Linked DNA regions of Mus musculus: region 2 is linked to region 1. A link is a contact called in public promoter capture Hi-C data. All regions are on one chromosome and are shown on one strand. The core of a region is the stretch at or near the end of the contact, and the rest is flanking DNA. Distances in the headings are between cores, read along the strand shown.

Evidence for each region. Capture Hi-C pulls out chosen DNA fragments and counts their contacts.
Region 2: a promoter capture Hi-C map of adipose tissue shows a contact between it and region 1. The contact joins two enhancer-like sites. A contact is called at or near these places in 3 of 39 promoter capture datasets (embryonic stem cells, hematopoietic stem and progenitor cells and macrophages), 2 of 115 datasets of contacts at active chromatin or transcription factors (bone marrow-derived macrophages and memory CD8 T cells) and 3 of 9 other capture datasets (adipose tissue, liver and pancreatic islet).

What each region holds. Positions count from the first base shown.
Region 1 is chr9:96,540,535-96,547,142 of GRCm38.p6, forward strand. Rasa2 (RAS p21 protein activator 2) reads right to left here. Exons shown (of 24, transcript NM_053268.2): 20 at 5,713-5,795; 21 at 5,055-5,263; 22 at 4,254-4,357; 23 at 3,745-3,931; 24 at 1-1,941. The coding sequence ends at 1,911. Among named protein-coding and RNA genes, the nearest start is that of Gm28729, 19 kb to the left of the region's middle. Within about 2 kb of position 3,922, at least 67 of the 459 cell types and tissues checked have an H3K27ac peak or open chromatin away from gene starts, as enhancers often do. A contact at or near this core is called in adipose tissue, where this site is marked.
Region 2 is chr9:96,735,965-96,742,902 of GRCm38.p6, forward strand. All of the region lies in intron 2 of E030011O05Rik (RIKEN cDNA E030011O05 gene), which reads right to left. Among named protein-coding and RNA genes, the nearest start is that of E030011O05Rik, 13 kb to the right of the region's middle. Within about 2 kb of position 4,302, at least 84 of the 459 cell types and tissues checked have an H3K27ac peak or open chromatin away from gene starts, as enhancers often do. A contact at or near this core is called in adipose tissue, where this site is marked.

The sequences.
Region 1 (6,608 bases), core at 2,672-5,171:
CCAGGTGAGCCAGATGTGGTGATACACATTTAATCCCCGCACTCAGGAGCGGAGGCAGGTGGATTTCTATGAGTTCTAGGCCAGCCAGGGACATAGAGTGAAGAAATCATTAGGAAATCATCCTTTTTTGAGGGGTGGGGTGAGGGAGAAAAACCCCTAAACAAAACAACGAACAGATGATCCCAAACCACTCTAGAGTCTTGAACTTCAATGCCCCTGGGTTTTGTCCTTTTTAGGAAGACATTTGAGAGAATCTAAGTAGGCATTTTAATATGAAGTTCATGATAAATTTATTAAATGGCTAATGTTTTTAAAAAACACCTGTAACAGTATAGTTAATTAGATCCATAAGTCTGTCAGATTTGAAGGACTCTTTTAAGCTTCAGTATGGACCAGGAGTCACAGCGTAGCACAATGCAGGCCAGCACTGACTTAAAAGTCATTTGTAAAAAAATCTATTTTCAGTCATGACGTTTATAATGGGACAATTCTCTGTGTTAATGATCTTTAAAATACCTGCTAATGAAGTAAAAATAATTACCCAGCAACAACATAATTGGTAAGTATATTTTGAACTATAGCTTAAGCTCAACGACAGGGGATTGCAGCTAGTGAGACTTCCACCAGTAAGTCACAGTTTTCAACAGGAACATATGGAAATAGACCAAGGTTCAAAGTACCACACTCAGAAAATAGTTTTAATTAAAAAAGACAAGTAAGTACCATAGGTTTTAATACTGATGAAGCCGAGTGTATCACTCCTCCTCAGGGACACTCGCTTCAACTGCTTATTTACAGGTAGGGTTTCTAGGGCCAGAGGAGGGTAAGGAAACACAGGTATCCCAACAGTTGCTGCCCCTGATCCCCTTTGGCTAGCAGGCAATAAGGAAACAGCAATACAATATCAACATTTTCAGGAAAGCACGGTTTGATATTTAAACACTGATCATTCAACTGATCAAAAAAATAGATACTACGGAGTATCCAAACCACAACCTGGAATGTGCCAGATTATTAAAGTGCGCCAAGTGACCGTTCTCTAGTTAGAGCAGGACCTAACACTATGGAGGGTATCCTTACACACCCTTATTATGATGTGGGACAGAAGGCAACATCAGGTGATCTCCTCACTACTCACTCATGCTTCTCTTCTGGTTGGGAAGAGCTGCCCTCAGGAGGAGTGCTAACCTGAATTCTCGGAGAGAGCGAGTCCCTGACAGCTGAACAATGAAGGCCACTTTAGTGGTCCACTGTCTTGGCACCACCCCCCACTCCAATGTAAACATGGTGCACACAGGAGCACACATCCCCTCACAGCTGAGCACCCTCACCTGTGACCAGGAGAGACACCCGCCAGCTTTCAAAGGTGTTCAGATGTCTGTGTCTGTCTCTAACCTGTAATGGCTAACACAACAGAGGAAAAGGGTTTTTTTTTTTCCTTTTTTTTTTTTTTAAAGACAAACGTCCAGATGAACTTAATGGAAAGTTCTGACCGACAAGGAACTCTAGCTCTATAGTAAACTCAATGTTGGCAGCACAGAGGAGGCACTGACGGTGGTGAGTGACACAGGAGTGCTCCAGGTGGAGGTGGGGTCTTGCTGTCAAGTGCTCCCTTGTTACGGAGCTGCTTGGGTCCTCAGGAAGACCCTTCCCATCAGAAGGAAGCTGCAGGGACACGGGGCTGGATGCATGGCTATGGAGGAAATCTTGGGTTTCAAATTCTTTAGTAATACACACATCAGCATCAGGATCCCCAAACAGTTAATTTCAATCATTAAATATTATACATTATGACAGACAGCATGTATCATCAAAGCCGATGTCCATTCTTACATACTATGAACAAAACGGGGTGAACTGAAAAACTTGATGAAAAAGAGTATTTTCCAGTTCTCCATCAGTTGGTCAAACTATGATATTTTTCCAACAATTGGATTTTCCCTACAAAACAATAAAAGAAATACACAAATTAGCAATGTGACATACACAGAACCCACTGAACACTTTTAATTTTCCTTGACTGCTCATGCTGAGTCTTGTTTTATTAATCTGACAAGTCTTATTGATCACTTACTATATTTCAAGTTCTATTCTAGAAGCTAATGGTACAGCACTGAACAAATCAGACACAGCATGCACACAGCTCACATGATGGTACAGGAAGTGTAAGAGGGGGTTTGCTGTTCACTGATGCCTGCCTGCCCTCCCTGGGCTCCCAGGCAAGCACACTAATACCAAGCTACTTTCCCAGCCCAAGCCCGCCCTCCCCCAAGAAAGAAAGAAAATGTGTGTGAAGAACACTGCAGGGGTAGTGGGCAACAGTGCCATCAGCAGCTGAGTGCTTTTTTTTTTTTAAAAGATTTATTTATTTTATATGAGTACACTGTTGTTCTCTTCAGACACACCAGAAGAGGGCATTGGATCCCAATTACAGATGGGTGTGAGCCACCATGTGGTTGCTGGGAATTGAACTCAGAACCCCTGGAAGAACAGTCAGTGCTCTTAACTGCTGAGCCATCTCTCTAGCCCTGAGTTTGTATTTTTTAATAGAGAAAATCAAAGTTGATCAGGGTATGGTATGCATGGATTATAAGGTACAATTTAAGAATGGCCAAGCCTTGGCTAGGAACTTCAAAGGACTTCAGGAAAACTAGATTAACTTTTGTTGGAAGATACTCAATTATACTAAAGAAGAAAATACAGAATTAAGATGTTTACAATACAACCTTCATAATGTGCCAAGCTTTCTACCAAGGAAGAATGTATTTATATCCACAAAATTGATTTTTCTTATTCAGAAATATAAAAGTACCGACCAACATAAGACTATTTAAAATAGTGTAGCAAGGACTTGGAGTCCTCACACTAACACTATCTTTGTGCATTTTAATTTTCTACCTGTAAAGTAGGAATGAAACCATGCTAGGCTGTATGAGCATCAATGACAGGAGCAGACACTGCATTGCCAGCAGACACCGTGAAGGACACTGTTGTTTGCCAGTCCATCTACTGTACTGCCAGCAGGTCCCTGGTCACACTGAGTGCTGCGTGTCAGAGAGTGCTGGAGGGTTACAGCTGACACATTTCTTTCCTCACACTAGGGAGGAAAGAGTCTTTTCTTTTTCTCCCTGTAAACATTATCTTAAAGAAGACAATGGGGCTCTGAGCTACTGTGGCTCCTCTGATGGTGAGAAGAAGAAAGGCGAGATTTAGATGATCCCAGTGACAATGACCGCATCTCAGTGACAGTGCTCAGTGATGCACTAACCCACTGGATTAGCTTGGTCTTCACTGTGGAGACTGAAAACCTCCCTCGAGTCTGCTACGGCTCCTGGGAGGAATCCAGCTGCCGGTGTCCTGAGAGGAACACGTCCCACGGCATGCCAGCTGCTGCTGTCCTTAGCCAGCGCATTCTCTTCATCTGAGATGTAGCACTTGAAACCAACCTTCAAATGCTTCTATGCACTGTTATGGCTTACTTTTTTTTTTTTTTTTTAGTATTTATTATAAATATAACATATTGTGAGAAATATAAAGGAGACAACAAAAAGAAAAAGCTATGAATTATTCAGAGTGAATTACAACTGACCACGACATTCAAAGCAGTGATGACGCTCAGCACTGACAGAAAGGATGGCTGGCCTGCGGCGGCCGACCAGGAGAGGGAGTGGGGGAGGCACGCACGCGCACGCGCACGCGCACGCGCGGGCCCTGATAGGCGGGAGCAGAGCCCAGGAGACTTACTTGCTTCCGTATTTTGCACTACTCGATCTTTTCTTTCTGTATTTCTCATGAGGTTCATCGAGCTTCTCTATGGTGCTTTTGATTTGCTGAATTGTCTTAAAGGTTGCAACAGAATCCTCAATGGTGAACTTAGAATAACCAGGTTCTTTCTGTGGCCCCTGATACACAGCTATAGACCCACAGGTCTCTGTAAGGAACAGTGAAATCTCTGATCAGAAAACTAAATTCCACAAGTGTAATCTGTAGTGTAATTTAAAAAACTTTGAAGTTTTTAAGTGAGTTTCTTTGACAAGAGCACAGGTGACTGTATTATAACAATTTACTGAACAATCACATTTACAAAGAATAATTATTTAATTTCATGAATAGATAAAGATTAATGCCTCCTTTGAGGGTTTGTAAACTTCACTATCAGTAACAGGAAATCTATAAATATTTTTAACTTTTTAAAAAGTCAAAGAAATAACCTAGAAATTAATAATGAAAACTAATGGTTTCATTTTGTTTACCTTCCATTTTCTGCAGCTTAAGTAAACTGAGGGTAAAAATAGAATAAATTCTTTCTGTTTCTCTGTCTTCATCGATATCTATCTGGATGTCTGCAGGGATGCCTCTATGATAAGAAGAAAATTAAAGACATTGGAAAAATTCTTTGTTAACATTAGAAATGAATCAAGACTAAAACTAGAATTAGAATTTTCTAAAAGCGGCTTCAGAAATTAGTTTCCGAGATACTTCAACAGGATCACAAGGTCTGGTTGTTAAGGACTCAAGTCTTGAAAAAGATTTTGAAGTAAAATCATAAAAAATATTTTTAATGTATATGTGTATATCTGTGTGTGTGTGTGCGCATGCGTGCGTGCCTATACATGCCTCTGCAGAGGCTAGAAGACGGTATCTGATCTGTGCTCTGGAGCTGGTGTCACATGGGTTTTGGAACTAAACTTGAGTCTTCTTTCTACAAGAACAACAAGCACTAACTGCTCCCCAGTCCCAATAAACATATATATAACCTATAGTTGTTCACCGAACAATGCATCAATCTAGCCCCTGGGCACCACTAACTTACAGTTGTGTCTATAGAAATTTACTTACTCTCTGTATTTTAATTTTTGTGGTACTAGAATTAAACCAAAGCCCCTGTGTGTGTCAGGTGAGAGAGACACTCTACCACTGGGCAACAACCCAAGCCTTTCTAGACACGGTTTATAGAAATGTCTTCAGCACCGTGCGGCCTCTGTCCAGCTACTTCTACATAGCGTCTGTCATGCTCTCACACCCACGCCCGCATGCAGTCATGAGTTACTCACGCGGTGCACGGCTTGCAGCCTGGTGTGCTTTCACTCGTCTCCTGGCAGCAGAGCCAGTTTCCGTTGAGATACGCTGAGGGGTGGAAAGAGCTGAGCCTGTTGTGGTTGCATCTGCTCACCCTGCACAGGACATCTATCCACTCATTGGCTTCCACACAGTTGTTTGCTTGGATGTACAGCGTTTTCTCTGTATGTATCACTTGGAACATCTTTATTGCAAATTAAAATAAAAAGTTAGAGAAACCTTAAAAACAACATATACTATACAAAAAGAAAAAGCACTTAGGAGACCTGGATTGCTTGGCTAAGAAATGTCTGCTAATGTGTCGGAATGAATTGGTGCAGTAAGCAGGTCAGTACCAAAGATCATCTTAGCCAATGGGGCTAAGCAGAACAATACAGACTGCAGATGCCATACAAGTGCAGAGGAGGCCACTGTCTGCATAAGAACAAAAAGGTAATTTCAGATGCAGGAGAACCTGGGGGAACCACAAGTTAGTGAGGAGATGCTAAGGAACAGAGATGTCATCCTGGGGACTGGAGGGTCCTGCACCAGCTGAGTGGCCTAACTTGGGACATTATTGAGAGACCTGAATGGTAGATACCAAAATTACGTACACCTGATGACTTAAAATGCTTCAATATTTATGCAACTTACATTTTTCTTGTTGAAAGAGCCTTCTTCCAATTTTTCCACAGCAAGAATATTTTTTACTGGAATAGTGTAAATTGCATCTTTGCCTAAATAATAAAAGACGACAAAATTAAAAGAATTACTGTAATAACCATAAAGATGAGATGTTAATTCTGCAAGGCTAATTCCACTAGCTGATAGAAGCATATGCATCCACAATAGACTTCTGGATGGTTTATGTATAATATGGAACGAGAATTTTTTTAAAAAAGATTAATTAATTAATTAATTATAAGTACACTGTAGTTGTCTTCAGACACCCCAGAAGAGGGCATCGGATCTCATTACAGATGGTTGTGAGCCACCATGTGGTTGCTGGGATTTGAACTCAGGACCTCTGGAAGAGCAGCCAGTGCTCTTACCCGCTGAGCCATCTCTCCAGCCCGGAAAGAGAATTTTGATGTTTAATGTAAAGGAATGTCCCTGCCTTTTAACACATAAATGAAAATATTTTCAAGGAAAAGCATCTAAGTTTGATCTTTATATGGACAATTATTTTCTATGCTATTACAAATTTGCAACACTAATTATGTGGCAGCTGAAAGAACTAATGTGTCTAGTGACAGAGACCCACTTTGAGGCCCAGGCTCAGGAGCTATGACCACAGTGAATATGACTATTCAAGTAGAATCCTTTCTGTTTGTCAACCTAACATTTAATTAAAGGACTAGCCCTCAAAACAACAACAACAGCAACAGCAACAACATCATTGTTTAGTGTGTGTATATGTGCAAGGAACCAAACCCAAAGCATGATGCATGTTAGGCAAGTGCTCTAGCTCTGATCTACATCTCTATTCCTAATGCATGTGGATGTGTTTTCCAGCATGTATATACGTGTACCACATGTGTGCCCAGTGC
Region 2 (6,938 bases), core at 3,052-5,551, 200 kb after region 1:
TATGCACAGACATTAGCTTAAACAGGAATCCCTTTCCACAGTAAAAACTGTAGGCTTTGGCAAGTCAAACACATGGTTCCCAAAATAATTCAGCAAGGACAAACTGGAGGCCAGAGCAAGGCTGCAAGGAGTCTTTCTCTGACTTACGCTCTTGCTTGCCCATGGCCTCTGTGCTCTGCAGGCGGAGCTAATTTTATTTCCAGGCCTGTGGGTTAAAGTTAAATTGCCTGGCTTATGCAAAGTACATAATTCAAGTCTGAACAGAGCTCGACTCTTCTCATTTAAAAAAAAAAAAAAAAACATCAAGTCAGGGCACTAAGTCCCAGAGGAATCCTCCATTTATAAACATTTGAATTGGATTCTATGTTTCTTGATGCCATTCACGCTTTAAACATTGCAGCTGGCTTCATTTTATACCTAATCAAATACAAGCAGGTGAGCTCATGGTCAGGTTAGCTAGTCAACTGGATTTTAAAAATAAATGTTCACCATGCTTAATATTTTTTGTTTAAATTTTGAAAATTTAAACAAAAGGCAGAAATATTTTTATAAGGTTGATGAAATTCAGGCCTGGAAACAATATGGGCGTTTTCTTTCTTTCTTTCTTTCTTTCTCTCTCTCTCTCTCTCTCTCTCTCTCTCTCTCCCTCCCTCCCTCCCTCCCTCCCTCCCTCCCTCCCTCCCTCCCTCCCTCCCTCCCTCCCTCCCTCTCTCTCTCTCTCTCTTTCTTTCTTTCTTTCTTTCTTTCTTTCTTTCTTTCCTTCTTTAAGCATTAATTAGTATCTATGGCTGGTCAGGAACTCACTATGTAAGTGAGTCTAGCATCAAACTCACAGATACCCATCTGCCTCTGCCTCCTGAATGCTGGGATTAAAGGTATGTGCCGCCTCACCGTCAATAAAATGATTATCACTTAAAATAATTTTGGGGAGCTGGAGACGTGGCTCAGCAGTTAAGAACAACTGGCATTTCTTTCAGGGTATCTAGGTTTGATTCCCAGCACCCACTTGGTGGCTCACAACCATCTGTAACTCCAGTTCCAGGGGATCCAATACCCTCTTCTGAACTCTGTGAACACCAGGTATACTTGTGATACCCAGACGTATATGTAGACAAAACTCTCATACACATTTTTTTTAAAAAATCTAAAAAAAAGGGGGGGATAATATTTTAGCTGACATTTTTGAGAAAGTCCAACACAGTTCCAATGGCTATATCTTGCTCAGAGATCTGGTCAGAAACTTCTGTATACTGATCAAAGCTGAAAAATCATACTTACTTTAACTGTGTTATATTAATAAATGATGCTATGTCACCTTGCTCCCCAAGTTAATTGGTTAATAACAGGCTAAAGCCTGTGATTGGGCAATAGATTGAGGTAGGCGGGTATTCTGTTACCTGACTGGGGGTTGCAGGTAGAGAGAGAAGATGAAGAAGAAAGGACTCAGAGAGCGGAGGAGACTACCATGAGAGGAGATGGACTATGAGCCCATGGCCAGGAGAAACAGCAAACAACAAGGGACATCATGGTTGGGAAATGAGTTAGAATAGCTCCAAACCTGCCCAATCGAGGCTTAAGGCTTGTGAATAAAATACCTGGATTGTGTGTCTTCTATATGGGCTAGCTAGACTTTAATTCCAGTTACAAAAAAAAAAAAAAAAAAAAAAGTCAACGCACCCATCAGGTTGTCTTAGTTTCAACTCCAAACAGTATTGTTATCTTGAACAGAAAACCGAGTACATATTATGAGGCCTTTCCCCCAACACGCAGTTTTCCTTTACCTTATTTTTATTGTGTGTGTGTGTAGGTATATGTGTGTGTGGGGGTGTATATAGACCCATGTGTACACATGCCAGTGGAGAGCAGAATTCAGTCTGGGTGGTAGCTGTTTCTCAGGATGGATGTCCACCATTTTCTTGTTGTTGTTCCATTTTTATTTTGTTTTTCCCTGAGACCTGGGGCTATCTCCCCAGCCCTTTCCAAATCCTGCATGGCTTTTAGCAGACTTTTTTTTTTCTACTTTATTGTAATGAACTCACAAATAAAAACACCACATAGCTAGATTCAGGCAGCCACTCAAACACTTTTGCAGTCCCAAATGTTATACGCCTCAAGGAAAACTTTCACATAGCTACAATGGCCATTCTGAAGCCAAGGAGTTCCACTTGGGATTTACACTTTCTCTCACAACTACATTTTAATGCACTTTTCCAGCATTAAAAAAAAAAAAAAAAAAAAAAAAGAACTATAATGGAGTTGAATGTAGGAAAACATTTAAGGTATTTAAGTTCTCTTTCATGACTTAGGTCATGAACCTAATTTTTGTGTAAGACCTTAAGACATTTTTCTCAACTAAGTGTTTAAATGTATCATTTTAATGAGTGATGTTCAATAGTTGTTCATTCCTCCTCCTCCTCCTCCTTCTTCTTCCTCTCTCTCTTTCTCTCTCTTTCTCTCTCTCTCTCTCTCTCTCTCTCTCTCTCTCTCTCTCTCTCTCTCTCTCTCTCTCTCTCCCTCTCTCGTCTTCTATGTAGCTCTGGCTGTCCTAGAGATTGCTATTTAGGCCAGAGTGCCCTCAAACTCAGAGACCTGCTTGCTTTTGCCTCCTGGGTGCTAGGATTCAACTGTCCATTTATTTACTCCTAGCTAAAATCCATTTTGTATGTGACCCTAAAAGAACCCACCCCAGCTTGCTTTCGCAGTTGGGTAGACTAAGAGCTAGATTCCAAGCCCCTGCCTCCTGTATCTGTGACAGATTATTCTGATTCGTCGTCAGCAGTTTTGTAAGCCAGTGAGATGGCTCTCCAAGGGGCTTTCTTAGCAACCCTCGCCACCCTGCCTGGGGACGGGAAACGATGACCTCATTCTGTGTAGTGAGGTGGTGAATGGAAGGGGCGCCTGCGTAGTTGGAGTACTAAGAAGCCTTCAGGTCTTAAACAATGGCTTTCTACTTCCAGCCATTAGCGAGTGGGAAAGACTGATGGTAAGAATCAGACAGACAGCCTCGGGGACCACACCCTGGTGAGATGGGAAGGAGACGGTGCACCTCAACCCAACCAGACATCCTCAGATGGAACACCCTCAACTCGTGCCACCTTTCAATGGTCATTGCTATGTCAGCCTTAGCAACTACATGATCTTTGCTCTTGTTTCCCAGTGCATTTGAAGGGTGGTATGTGAAGAACAATATTTAGATGACCTTGAGTCCATGTGGGTCACTGGCATTCCCATACCAGGCCCATTTGACACTATGATCATCTGCCCCTGACCACACATACAGACAGACAAGACGATAGGCTAGTCTAGCTAAGTTTCTTCTAGAGAGAATGGAAATCAGGTAGAAAAAGAAAGGTTGGACTATAAACAAGATTTCCTTGAGTGAATAGCATGTACCTCCTGTGAGAGAACGATGCCTCCCTCGGCTCCTATGGAACTATACCATGTACCTCATGTAAGAGGAGCCTCCCTTCCTATATGTACCTCCCCTCGACAACAGATGTTCCCAGGCTTAACCTAGGAGTGCCTGGTCTTTTCTTTTGTCAGATAAATGAGTCTGTACCTCAGAATCTCAACTGTGTACCTCACTTCAGCCAAGGCAGCTCAACCAACATACCCCCAGTGACCCCATTTTCCTTGGACAGAACAGAAGCACGGTAGGCATTTGGTATATCGAAGTAGCCAAGTAGCTGTCTTTACCTGGGTCTCTGGGCTTGTCTCCTGTGGGGTCTTTGTGTCTCCCCAGGCTCCTGGGGCTTTGCCTCATGCAGTGGAATGGCTCAGTAGAGTCAATGACATTGCTATTGACTCCTAACTCAAGGATGGAACTCGTTCACTAGTTCCCTTACTACTAGGGGCATCTTCCATTTTAGGTAGTGATACTGTCTAGAACTGGAGAGCTTTGGCCCATGTGTGAAGGAATGGCCCTGGGGGTCCCTTCAAAGACCTTTTAAAAGTTCCATCACTCACTCCTCAAAGAAAAACCCGTGTTGACTGAGAAGCAGGGAAACCTACCCTTTCTGGGAGAGGAAATGGAAAATGCAAATGATGGTGGACTGACAGACCACCTCTGCCTCCAGAGAGGACCTCGTCATCTCCACAGACCCTTGGGGCCGGAGTGTGCTTCAGAGAATTGTAAGGCAGGAAGATGGTTTAGAAAATACCATCTGCACTGTCTCAAGTTCAAAGATAGTAAGTACCGCACGCCTAGCAACCCTGGCAGCGGGAGAGAAACACACTCCTTACACTGCAAAGCTCTGCTCTCAGTGATTTCATAGACTGACTCCTTTTAGACCAAATTCCAGACTGTCGCTTGCTTATGAAGCTGCTGCAGATTACACAAAAATGGTCAGATGCCAGACGATGAGCGCTTGTAATGTGTTTCTCGGTTCCTCCCCAAAGCAAGTACGCTTACATCTTTAAAAGGCGCAACTAAAAATAATTTTAAACAAAATCGTAAGTATAGCTTCAAAAGTCCCTAGGTCCAAGTGCCTCTGATACGTGGGTAGTAGCAGACGACCGGGCTTAACTGCTGTAAGTCAAGCAGTCTAAATTTAGTTCGCTGAAGTCACCTTTCTGCTATTTGGTTTGCAAAGAAAAACATCTCATGAGTTAGCATGAACCGCTAAAAATAAGCTGCGAGTTTCATTTTCTGTTGTTCACCATGGCTTCGAAACCAATCGCGGTACAAACCTGACAAAAAGTTATCAGCAACCCAAACTGCCTCTGTCCCTGCCCTGATGACCAACTCACCACCAGGCCTGAAAAAGCTCACACTTTTGTTCTTCTCATGGCCTTGAAATGAAACACACACACACACACACACACACACACACGCACACACATGCACACACACGCGTGCGCGCGCACAAAGACATGGCAAGAAACTAGTTACTGAGGCTAGAAATGGGATGGGGACAGTGGCTTGTATGTGGATGTATCACTTCCGCACAGGATGTCACATACACTTCAGCCCAGCTTGGCCTGAATCTTAAGGGATGCCAGAGACCCTTCTGCAGGACCAGGGAATAAATAAGCCGTGAGTTCCATGATGACAGGTTCTGAGGTGTTGAGTTCAGAGTCCCCTTTGACCTAAATGCCCACATTCTTATGCAATTCCATACTGCAGACCCAGGCAACTCACAGCAAGTTCAGTTTCAAAACCATCTTTTCAGGGCCAAGTCGGGCAAGAAGGTGTTTACCGCAGTTCCTGTGCTTCAAAGGGAAGGCAGCCATCTCGCTGTGGAGCATTCCGCCCTGCTCTTTGCCCAGCCAGCAGCGCTGTGAGAAGCACGCTCTCAGCTAAATGAGATTGAAAGGGAGCGAAGAAGGGTTAATCTCCCTCCATTAGGGAGGGGCCCCTTGCTAGAGGTGAAGAGAATGATCTGCATGAAGTGCAGACCAGACAGAGCACTGGAAACGGAATCACAGAGCAAGGCGAGAAGGATGGTTGGCCCGATTTTCACTGGGTGACTATTTCCTAGCTCTCGGGGTCTTTACCTAGCTTTGACGTTACAGCCTCAGGGAGGAGGAAGAGGGTACGTTCACATTGACTGTAGGAATATCTGAGCTGTCATCCCATAGAGCTGGGATGTCTGGGAGCAGAGGGTGTGGCCACAGCTGCCTGGACATGGAACAGGCCAACCCCACATTAGACACCGACTGGCCAAGTTAGCAATAGGAGAGTTGCTTCTCTGGGATGGGGAATGTCCCCTGCTTCTTTTTTTCATTTTGTAAAACCTTTTAAAAATGTTTATTATTCAAATTTTTTATTATTATTTGTGTGTATGTGCGTGCATGAGCGTACACATATGTGTGTGTATGTGCGCGCGCGTGCGCCCCACCCCCCACAGACACAGACACATATATGCACACACATGACCCAAGAGCTCAGAAGCATGGTGAATCCCTTGAAGCTGAACTTACAGTTGTAAGCTGTCTGATACAGGTGCTGGGACTCAGCTCGAGTCCTCTGCAAGAACAATGCATGCCCCTAAGCACCGAGCTATCTCTCCAGACCCTGTTTTATTTTAAATTATGCATGTGTGTCTGCGTCTGATATGTGTATGTGGAGGGCAGGGGCACTGGATCTCCTGGAGCTGTAGTTATTTGTGTTTGAAAGCAGCTTGATACGGGTCCTGGGAGGCAGACTTTAGCTCTCTGGAAGAAAAGATGCTCGTACCTGCTAAGACATCTCCCCAGCCCCCTGTTTTGAAAACAAAAATTAAGAAATTAAAAAAATAACATTTTCTTTCTTTTTTGGGGCAATGTGTGTGTGTGTGTGTGTGTGTGTGTGTGTGTGTGACAAGAAGTTACAAGAAGAGTATAGGAAGCTGACACACACCTGTGATCCCAGCAGAGGTGGGAGAGTGGGGAACTGAAGTCTAGCCTGGGCTCAGGGTGAGACCCTGTTGCAAGTAAGGAAGTGGGTAGGAAGTGTAGTACTCTAGCAGGATCTTATGAGGTACACAGTTTTCCCACACCCTGGTCTCCACTTGCTGACAGTAGTATTTTCTATTTGAGTAATTCCTGTAGATATATGTATCGGCCCCTTTTGCTCACCTACGATAAAATGGAAAAATTAGGACACTGACTCTGAGTCCAGGGATGGAGTCTATCCGAGTTCTCTGGCTTTTACATGAACTTAGTGTGTTTCAATAGCTCTGTAACATGTTTTCACAGAGAGCATCAACCTGGACACAGATTTGTCCATCGGCACCACTCCCATGGTCTCCTTTAGAGTCACATCACCCGAGTGCTGGAGCCTGGCAGCCTTGGCGCTCACCTTCCTCACTGCCATTTAGTTCCAATTAATGTATAACCCTCTAAATAGGTCTTCTTTTACCCTGTATAAAAAACCTTCTGATCCTTTCAACTTGTCAGCAAAAAAAGGTGTCCTTTCCTCAGACAGTGTTACACACCCTACAGTTGGCTCTCTGTTC